Regions from separate parts of the Zea mays genome. Here region 1 is linked to region 2. Evidence: chromatin contacts called from public Hi-C data. All regions are on one chromosome and are shown on one strand. The core of a region is the stretch at or near the end of the contact, and the rest is flanking DNA. Distances in the headings are between cores, read along the strand shown. Region 1 has its middle 3.0 kb from the start of LOC111347722. Region 2 holds the start of LOC100274170 (Ribonuclease P protein component 3).

The links. Hi-C and Micro-C count contacts between places; a contact is called where the count stands out from the background.
Region 1: a Hi-C map of ear shows a contact between it and region 2, with 2.7 times the contacts expected there. The contact joins the enhancer-like site here to the promoter of LOC100274170 in region 2. A contact is called at or near these places in 2 of 25 Hi-C or Micro-C datasets (ear and tassel).

Annotation. Positions count from the first base shown.
Region 1 is chr8:141,390,154-141,395,625 of Zm-B73-REFERENCE-NAM-5.0, forward strand. No RefSeq gene overlaps it. Among protein-coding and RNA genes, the nearest start is that of LOC111347722, 3.0 kb to the right of the region's middle. Within about 2 kb of position 1,413, at least 15 of the 20 cell types and tissues checked have an H3K27ac peak or open chromatin away from gene starts, as enhancers often do. A contact at or near this core is called in ear and tassel, where this site is marked.
Region 2 is chr8:141,094,346-141,100,161 of Zm-B73-REFERENCE-NAM-5.0, forward strand. It overlaps LOC100274170 (Ribonuclease P protein component 3), which reads right to left and starts at 2,543. Exons shown (of 7, transcript NM_001148544.1): 1 at 2,079-2,543; 2 at 1,896-1,981; 3 at 1,016-1,094; 4 at 830-889; 5 at 487-611. The coding sequence starts at 2,423.

The DNA.
Region 1 (5,472 bases), core at 163-2,662, 290 kb after region 2:
AATTAAAACTGAAAATACCTAAATTCCTAACATATAATACGTCTACTATTTTTTATCGTTAATTTTCTTTCTACTATTTTTTATCGTTATTTTCTTTCTTCTATTTTAAAACAGAAGTAGATGCTGAACCTTAATCTCCATTAAGTCGAGTTGATTATCTCTAGCTCCAGAAACCAATATATTTTTAACGGTTTGGTTTAGCTGTTTTTTCTAAAAAAAGAGATAAAAAGGAGTTTTATGGCCATTAATTTCTTAGAGTTGATCAGTTTCTCATGGCAACAAGTACTCTACTGCATCAGCATCACGCTTGCACTGCCCGGGCTTTGAAGATGGGGTGTCGACCTGCTTTGTCGTTTAGTGGAATTTCAGGAATTCTTGACGTAACTTCAAACAAGAAAACATGCTCGGAACATATTAGCTTTCTATGCGTAACAACAAATCTTCAATAGTGCGGTCCTCGTTGGGTTACCAAACGCTGACTTTCCTGCCGTGTCTTGGTCTTAGGATTATCTCTTCCTCCGTCCTTATATCCTATTATAAGGTGTAACTACATCTTATTCTTGTTCTATAATATAAGACATACTTTCCTTATAATTAGACACACGTGTATTAATATACTAGTAACCTTGTTGATAAGCACGGTGGCCCAAATATTGACAAGTATGGCTTATCTTATCGTGTCATGTTGTGCCGCTCATTATGACGACTAAGTTTGAGATACAACATGGTTCGACTATTCGAGTTGTACTGGTCCGACCCTTTTCTTTCGTATCATGTTGTACTTTGGACTCTTATTTTATGTTGTACCGTGCTGACCCTAAATGATCCGGCCTAAACTTTCAAGTCTAGCCACCAGTTAGGCGGGTCTGCAGAAGCTTCTGGCCACGCCTTTTAAGTTATTGCACGTATGCACATGATTGTTGTCAAGATCATCTTAAATATTAGATTTTCTTCTTTTTGGCAGGAAAGTCGCGCGAGTTTGGTAACTACACACATAATCGCCCGTGATTAGTTCTAATAACAACAAATAAGTAACTAATAGAAAAGGCAGTGGTAGCAGTACATATGTAATGGTCCCATATCAGGTCCACCAACGACGACGGCGTAACGTGCGCGGCAATCTCAGCTGATGATGACAAGCACGTCAAAACATGCGTATAAATATGCTGTCAATGCTTTGCTTTGCTTTCACTGGCAGTGGAATTGAATTCTTCCGGTGAAATCAAAGCAGGGACGGTTCACCGGTGCATGATATTGATTGGAAGGTGTGATTAGATTGTTTTTTTGGCCTTTCATCAGGTGCATGATTGCGTGGTGTAATTAAAGTTGGCCCTCTGACTCTGGGTTAGTAGCTAGGTGAGACATGAGAAAGAGGACCGTGCCTTCCTCCGTCCTTCTCTCCCGTTGGGCGCCGCGTGTCTGTGGCTAGCTAGGGTAGGTTTGACAGCTCACCGTGGCACCAAAGGTGCAACCACCGTATAACCCAACCCAACCAGAACCAGTGCAGCTATTGCTCTACATATAAATCGCTCCTGCAGATCATGTATGGATCGGATGGAGTTAGAATTATTATTATTATTATTATTATTATTATTATTATATATATATATATATATATATATATATATATATATTGTGACGTCTTTCTAGACTAAACACTAATTATCCCTAGAGTTGACACGCTTTGTGCATACACGTCCGGCCCTGGAGCTTGAACTGTCCGACATGGCCAGGAGCCGAACTATCCGCTACGCATGGAGAGGCTCGGGAAAAACCTACATTCTGCCTCTCGAGTGGGACCCACAGGGAGGAGAGATTATAGGTTGCTTTCGGGTCGACATACCACTTAAAGCGTCTCAGACAATATAGAGCCGAAGATATGAGAAGATTAGGATTTGGGGAAACAACAACTAGGACTAAAACTAAACCTATAGGTCTAAGAAAATAATGTATAAGCTAGTTTGTATATCAATTTTTAGTGTTCCCGTACCCTTTATATATATATTTATAGTGGAGCTCTAGACACTTTTATAAGTGGGGTCCAACAATATCCCACAACAAATTATAAAAATATCGCAAGAAATCAAGATGTCGCAAGAACTTATCTAATCCCAGACTATCCAGGCTATCACGCGGGACGGTCTGGTGTCGTACTGTCCAGTCTCCCTAAGCCTCTAGTCGTCTCTCTTCATATCTCTGCTTCATAGGCGGACTGCATTGGCCACATGACGTACAGCAGAGATGGTAAATCAACTCTATTTTTCTTTGTAATTTTGATTAGTGATTTTAGAAGAATTTTTTATGTAAACCTGGATTTCGTTACTAATGATACTTTTTTAACATTGTGCTATATCAATTTACTTGTACAATACATTGATTGAATATGAAGAGGGGCGAAGATATTGCTTCGCTTTTTCGAAAACATAAAGCACACGCCGAACAAGTAATATTGAAATTTACTTTGCAACCGGTATGCACATTTATTTAGTGCATTTTGTGCTTGATGTTCATATTATATTTGTATGTATTTGTAGACTTTAAATGTTAAATCTATAGTTTCATATGCTAATACCTTATCTTTATATTTTGAACTATATACTAAATTGATATAGATTATACTAAGTTATTTATGAAAAAAATATGGCACTTAGTGCATGTGTGTTGATTGTAGAGCTATCATTTTCTAGATTTGATTCGTGTGTTGATGTCGCTGACCAAAGCTCTTTCCTTTGATCCCTTTCTTGTATCAACCCTTCGGAGCTGAAGCTCTTCAGCTTCGCCTTCGCTTTGCGCGCTAGTTTGGACGAAGGCTAGCTTGGTCATTCTTCGATAATACATTAAATATAATGAAACACTTCGAGGACCTTCGATAATAAAGGTCTCCCAATATAAGCTAATACAGTTCTATATAGAATTTATTTATATACTATTTTTGGTTATATGAGGAAGATATTTATATGCTACATTTTTATTATATGGGAGCGAGCCGATGAGTGCGTTATAAGTTACAGAGTAGAAACATATATTAGTGACACATTAAATCAATTTCCACACCTCATCCTATGAATTCGGGATATGCTTATATCTAAACTTAGGAAAATGATGGAATGTCAAATTTCAAACTAAAGACATACTCTATCAAATAAATTTCCAATTCCTTTAAAAGGAAGGGATCTAAAGATATTTGTTTTTACATTGGTATATGTATTTAAATTTCAAAATAAAATACACTAAATGCTGGTATCCACAGCCAAGCAAAAGCGTCGGTGCCACAAGACAGTCGTATTTTCCGAGGCTATCCACACTCTTTATACCTTTTTTTCTCTACGCTAAAAAAAATATTCTATTCTAATCAAAGAGATTCTCTACTCTATCCAACAATTTATCACGGTCACAATTATCCTACATATGTAGCTATATCAACTAACATACATTATATTATATTTTCCACACTTTTCTATCCCCATCAACATGCATTTGCCATCCCACCGTGTCTGAGCCTGCCTCAGACTGTCTCCAACAAGGGACGCTAAATCGGTCCTGTCTGTCAAATTTAACGGATGGAAACGTTCTCTACACCTCCAGCAAGAGACTCTAAACCATACGCTAAAATTTAGCGGCTGCCTCCGAGACGCTAAATCTGTCGGACGTATGACCACTCGCTAAATATTGTTCGCGTGCCGTCTCCTCCATTCATTCTCGCACCCATGTACCGTACCACTGCCGGCGAGGACCAACTTGTTGCCGACGCCGGTGAATGTGTGATCGCAGAGCTCGTCCCAACCGACGCAGAGGCCACCGTGCTGGCCATGGTGTTCGTGTGGCTTTGGTTGCTTGTGCCCAGTTGGAGAGAAGCTGCGCGAAGGTGGGAGAGAGAGCCAACAGTAGCTCTACGGCTCTGCCATGCATATGTTCGATGAAAACAGAGAAATTTAGAGTACGTTGCTGGAGATAGCCTCACTCTCAGTATAGCGCAGGTGAGAGAGAACGCTACATTTAGAGTTGGTGAAGTTGGAGAGAGATTGTACTATTGTAGGTAGGGCTGGGCAAAAAACCCGTAACCCGAAACCCGAACCCGGAATACCCGAACCCGAACCCGAAATACCCAAAACCCGAATTTTGTTCGGGAATTTCGGGTAGCAACTTGCAAAACCCGAATTTATTTCGGGTAATTCGGGTATCACAATCGGGTACCCGAAATACCCGAATTACCCGAACTTTCATGTGTCATGTACTCATGTCATGCTTAATTATTAATTTGTGCATCTATAATTATGTGTAAGTGTGCATAACTTGTGATTGTAGATTGCTTGTGTTTTATATGTCCATGTATATCATTATTCAAACTATATTTTTATACTAATTTAATAGGGTGCATGTGTTTTTATGAAGCCAACATAATAGTTCGGGTAGTTCGGGAATACCCGAACCCGAACCCGAAATTCTGGGTACCCGAATTTTCGGGTATTGCAAAACCCGTTGTAATTTCGGGTATCGATTCTCAAAACCCGAAATTTTAAAAACCCGAAATACCCGACCCGAAATTTTCGGGTAACCCGAACGCCCACCCCTAATTGTAGGGTAGATTACTAGATTGTGGGACAACCTGAAGCTGTGGGAGCGCCGGACGCGCCGTGGTGGGAACGTGGGATGTGAAGCGGCGCCGCGGCGGCATCGGCGCGTTCCCAGCCATCTCCTGACTGGTGGCGATGACCGTAGGTTGTACACGGCAGGCACACGAACCTTCCTCGCTCGGACCAAATCAGGGTTGCACCTTTGCCGACCGACCACGACTCGCATGCTTTCGTCGTCGACGTGCACGCCACGACCAAAAAAAAAAGCCGCAGTGCTAGCCTTTTCCTGTAGGAAACACCCACGGTATCCTCCTGCAAACTGTGGTGGAACGAAGAAAACCACTGTTGGAATTGGAATGCTAGCTTCGCCTGTCACGGATTTATCGATATAAATATTATTTTACCGTCCTCATTTAAAGCTCCTCCATGCAATAAGAAAACAAAACAAAATACCTTGCAGGAAACAAATAAACAGACTAATACTCTACCAGTCTCCATTCAGCAAACAAATGAAAACGTGCTTGACCGAGTCTTTCTACCAACTAACTAATTGCACATTTTCAGCCTTTCGCTGCGGCTTGCTTCTGCGATTTTAATCCAGACAGTTGCAACAGTCCAAACTATAGCTAAAAGACGGTTTAGGGTTTAGATTTTATCTCAAAATAAAAAATGATTTTTATTTCTCGCTTGTCCAGAAACACCTTACTCCTCTCTCAACGGCAAACCAATTCCCAGTGGAAGCAAAGCAGACGCGATTTGATGTTCGTCGGATTTTAAAAAATGTCCACGTGCGTGTTCAAGTTTTACGACCTGCTATGTGTGTTCAGATTTTTAATATATATATAGTATATGTATTTAGAGCTCTTAGCTCTGGTTAACTATAGGAAGATATTAGGAT
Region 2 (5,816 bases), core at 1,293-3,792:
TAAATCAATGTGATTACAAATTGAAAAGGTATATTTGCATATTTTCTCTGGAATAAATATTTGTTTGAAAGGCATCAGTGTTTCAGTACATGGTGCAAAAAGGTACAATCGCACGGAGAGAGCTACGACTTTCTAGAAACCCGTAGAATTGCAGTGTACTAGTGTTAAAAGGGACTCGGTATTTGTCAGTCAAAGTGGTTTAGCAGGCTTACTGCACAACAAAATTCATAAGTCACCTAAAATGGTTTGTCGTGATTAAACCCACATCGAAGAAATTTATGTTGTGAATGATCTTTTCATATTTATGGTATTTTTCATAAGCTTGAACAGTTAGTGTCTGTAATCCAGAATGATGGTCCAACAGATGATAGCAATAAAAAAAATAGAGGACTGGGAATTGAATAAGTTTTGATAATTCACATAACAACATGAAAAGGTTACAGTCTACAGTTTGTAAAGCCGGCTTAGAAGAGAAATATTACACACCATACTCGTGCTAGATTATCTTGAATCTCAAGATCACCAATGTTGTAAAAGGACGTCGGAGTGACGTTAGCTCCTTCAAGAGCATCATAAGTCAGCCTTTTACAATCTAAAGGCAATTGCGATAACTGCAAAATAAACAAGTACTTTTGAAGTCCTTTAGTGCAAAACATAGAAGTTTGATGGAATCCTTCATGTTACCAACATTTTGATGAAAAGGATGGAGGCCAGAAGGATTATATCTTACCCTGACTAGTATCGTCTCATCCACTAAGGATATGAAAATAAAATACAAAAATGTCAAAAATGACATTCAAGAAGTGTAAATGTGGTCTGACCATTATACCTGCATATTCATAGAATTGCAGCCACCAAGACGGCCAACTATATGCCATGATCGCAGAGACTGCAAGCACAATAAAAGGGAAGATGCAAAATCCTGAGCAAACATGCGTATAGATTTGATACATGCTTTTTTCTAAGTTTGGTAAATACTTCCTGTTGGGGAAAATAATAAAGAGAAAGAACTCACATCAGAAATCAACGTAACATCTTTTGGCAACAAAACATTGTAGAACTCGAACCATATATAGGAATTGGAGAAGTCAAATCTAGAACAGGAAACAACCAAAACTGCATTAAGTAATTAAGAAAGATCACCAAATGGTTTTCAATAGTTTTACTTCTTTGTTGACCATTAATTATAAGGTAGTAGAGATCTAAAGTTCTAAACTTTATGAGTTTTCACTAATAGTTGATCCAACATCGCATAAGATGTTGGGCTCATGGTGAGAAGTGTTTTCATAAGATCATGATTAACAATATATTGTAAAAGAAACGTGCTCAGAAATGGCTTTCATGGTCACCACAATAGAGGTTTTTGCTGGCCCAGGATCGAGGTTTACACATAGACTATGATAAGGGTGTTGGGTGTGGGCTGCTATTTTTCTCTTCTACTGTGATGATTTTGCTGCAAGTGCAACTATCCAAATAAGAACGACTAAAGAATCTGGGAGGATACTTCTATTCCACTATCTAAAAAGGGCAACCCCAGCATCATATAGTGTCCAGAGAAGAGATAACCAGATGCAAGCCTAGTCACTAAGTGAGACAGCTCTCAGGCCATACTCAGTAGATCGTGTATATGGTCGTGCAAAACACTGTTTTGCACTTTATACTGCACTGTTTACATGGTAGATTTAGATAGTCTCACCAATAGGCCTTTTATTTTCCATTATCTAAAAATATTGTAAAATAATTTAACAGTGAAAATTCCATTTAGGAGGCCAATTTTGTAAATGAAAATTTGGAGACTCATCAGTTTCAAACCGCACAGTGTAAATTAGTCCTATCTAGCTATCTGGATTTTGTACACGGTACAAATATACGGCAGCGTCAGAGAAGCACATTACTTGTTGAAGACGACCTTCATGGGGTTTGGAGAGCCGGTCTTGGTTTGCACGATCTTGTGGCGTTTCTTTCTTATCCTATCCTCCATCTGCACGAGCGCAGAGGGCGTGAGTGAAGCAAGGGAATAAGACGAGGAAAGCCATTCATTCGTCAGAACGGAGACGAGGAAAGCCATTCATTCCCACGCGGGTTTGGCCCTTCTTGGGGTCGTCGAAGTAGTCCCCCATAATGTCTCCGATTTCGGGGTCGTGGTCGTAGTCCTCCTCCTCGCCGCCGCCCGCCCAGCTCGGAAACCCTTCCTCCTGGAGCTCCGCTTCGTATTCGTCGTCGCCCTCCGCGGCGGATAACGCGCTCAGCGCCTCCCCCGCCTCCGCCGTCAGCCGTCGGGCGACGAGGGACGCGGGCCTGAGGCGAGCAGGAAAGGGAACCGGGAGACGCGTGCTCGGTCTCGGGGCAGCCGTTGTTGCGGGTAGAAGAGGCGGCGGCGGGTAGCTGAACAAGCAATCGCCGAGAAACGCAGAGAGCAGCATATCTGGCCCCTTCGCGATGAGGACTGCACCTGCGCTTGCTTGACGCGACCTGCGAGGCGCGGCTAGTGCAGTGCAGTAGTGCGTGTGCAAAGCAGCAAGTGCAGCAGTAACAGGTGCGCTGTGGAAGTGGGGTGGATTCTCACGGAGACGGGAGACGTTCGGATATGTTGCGATGGAAGGAACAAAGAAATTCTATATTTCAATATCATCAGTTGATCCAAAATATTGTTTTGCACTATATATTATATTAATCATAGAGTAGGCTTTAAATATCAGTATAGAGATAAGTAAGCTAATCGAGATAGCCTTAGACATGTTGCAAACTTGCAATGGCGGTCGATATCGCCTGCATATACCAATTTTTTTTTATTTTAGTTGTTGACGCCTTTTCGGAGCGTCAAATACTCAAGAAAAACCGGCGGCGGTGCTCTCTGGTCAAGTGCGGACGGTCCGCGGCCTGGGGCCGGACGGTCCGCGCGTGCACAGGGGCGGCGGAAGATCGCCGGCGGCGCCTGGATCTCGCTCCCGAGAGGGACCCCGTCAGGGAGGAGAAATCCTAGGGGTTGTCTAGGCTCGGGCCGGCCGACCTAGACTCCTCTAATCGGCGTAGAGTCGAAGAGAGACGAAGAATTTGGGGATCAAGAGGCTAAACCTAAACTAGACTAGAACTACTCCTAGGATAAAATGTGAAATAGAAGTTGTATTGATTCGATTGATGATTACAAATCGGCCGTAGACATCTCTTTTTATAGAGGAGGGGGGCTTGACCCTTTACACGACCAGATTTCGAGCTAATTCCGCGAATATAGCTAACAAACATAGCACAAAACTCGGAACCCTAATCTATTCTGCGCAGGCGCGGACTGTCAGGACCGCGGACCGTCCGGCTCCAGGGCCGGACCGTCCGCTGGCTCTTTTTGGTGCCAAACATATGCCCCCCTGCCTTTTGGTGGAGCTAGGCAAACCAAAAGCATCTTAACTCGATGTGATCACATCGGTTTTCTTTAAGCATCTTGCCACATACTAGGATGGTACTGCTTGAGGAAACGCCCATTCAAAGCTTTAGGTAAATCCTTGTCTTGTAATGTTTGTAGCAAATAGGCGTTACCAGATATAACCTGTTTTACTTTATAAGGACCTTCCCAGCTTGGCGACCATTTTCCAAACTTCCGGTCTTTATTCCTTAGAGGCAGGATGGTCTTCCACACCAGGTCCCCTACTTGAAATGACTTTGCTTTGACCTTTTTGTTGTAGGCCCTGGCTACCATGATCTTGTCCTTTTCTATTGCTTCTAAAGCTATCACCCTCTTGTCGGTCACCTCATCAATATTATCCATCATTGAATTGTAATAATCAGTGATGGTTAGATCATTTTGTTTGGCGAACCTGACAGCATTCAAACTTATTTCCACAGGCAACACTGCTTCCTGCCCATAGACAAGCTCAAAAGGAGACACTTTAGTAGCACTATGTTTAGATATCCTGTGAGCCCATAAAGCTTCGGACAAAATCTTATGCCAATGCTTAGGATTCTCTGATATCTTCTTTTTTATCAAGTTAATCAATGTCTTATTACTAGACTCGGCCTGTCCATTGGCCTGAGCATAATATGGAGATGAATTAAGCAATTTAATCTTATATAATTCAGCAAACTCACGTACCTCCTTTGACATAAAAGAAGTTCCTTGATCTGTAGTCAAGGTCTGGGGAATGCCGAATCTGTGAATAATATGCTCAGTTATGAACTCAATTACCTCCTTGTGCGTCATGTTCTTTAGAGCAACGGCTTCAGTCCATTTGGTGAAATAGTCAGTGGCAACTAACACAAACTGATGCCCCTTTGAAGATGAAGGATGAATTTCTCCAATAAAGTCTAATCCCCATTCTCTGAACGGCCAAGGCTTGATGATAGGATGTAATTCGGCTGCAGGGACCAACTGTAGGTCGCCGAATTTTTGACACACTTGGCAACCCTTGTAGTACTTGAAACAATCAGCTATCATACTAGGCCAATAAAAACCAGACCTTCGCAACAACCACTTCATCTTTAGAGCTGATTGATGAGTACCACAAATTCCTTCATGTACTTCGGCCATGGCTAATATAGCATCATCTGGGCCCAAGCACTTAAGCAGGACGTCATTGACTGTTTGGCGATAAAGTTCATCACTCATCAAAACATACTTGAAAGTTGTTCGCCGAATGTTCTTATCTGTCCTGATATTGGGATTTCGTAAATAATTAAGTATAGGTGTCCTCCAATCACTTGCATCGGCTTCATTGTCAGCCGAATCGATTAAGAGAACATTTCTGGTAACCCCGGACGGTCCGGCGTCATCACGAGGACGGTCCGCGACCTGGGAATTTGGCTCTGCACTGGTTATCAGATTTTCAGTTTTGTGAAATTTCCCTCTCTTTATCCGATAACCTGATGCATCTTGTGCCAAATTGTTAGCTCTATGATTCTCAACTCTAGAGATATGCCGAATATTGAATTCGTCAAAAGAATGGATTATGTTCCAACATCTCTCAAGGTAACTATTTAGAGTACCATCAAAACATTGATATTCTTCTAACACTTGTTGGACAACCAGCTGAGAATCACCAAATACCTTCACATGTTTTACTCCCATACCATTTAAAAGTTCTAAGCCGAATAGGAGGGCCTCATATTCAGCTTGATTATTAGTGCAATAAGTTTTCAATCGGCTAGAGAAGTCAAAGGAGACATTACTTGGTGAAACAAGCACAATGTCAATTCCTTGCCCTTCATTGCAAACCGATCCATCAAAATATAAAGTCCAAGGAGTAATAGTGAGGTATGACATGTCTAGTTTATGAATATCATTAACCCGATGTTCTACAATGAAATCCGCTACGACTTGGTCTTTCATAGATTTCAACGGTTCATAGGCCAAGTCATATTCTATGAGTGCATAAGCCCACTTACCAATTCTACCACTCATAATTGGGTTATGCAACATGTATTTGATCACATCGGCTTGACTAGAAATAGTGCAATGACTAGACAGTAAATAACATTTACATTTGGTGCATGCATAAAACAAACATAAGCATAACTTTTCAATAAAAGTGTACCTTGTTTCAGTATCCACCAATCTCCGGCTTAGATATGTCACCACATGCTCCTTCCCCTCAGTTTCTTGTGTCAGAACAGCCCCAATGACCTTATCCTCAGCTGCAATGTATAATCGGAATGGTACTCCTGCTCGTGGTGCTTTTAATACGGGAGCCGAAGATAAGTATTTTTTGATGAGATCAAATGCTTCTTGTTGTTCTGCCCCCAAGCGAATTCAGCATCATTCTTAAGCCGAAGAATAGGGGTGAACGCATCAATCTTCCCGGCTAGGTTAGAAATAAACCTTCGTAAAT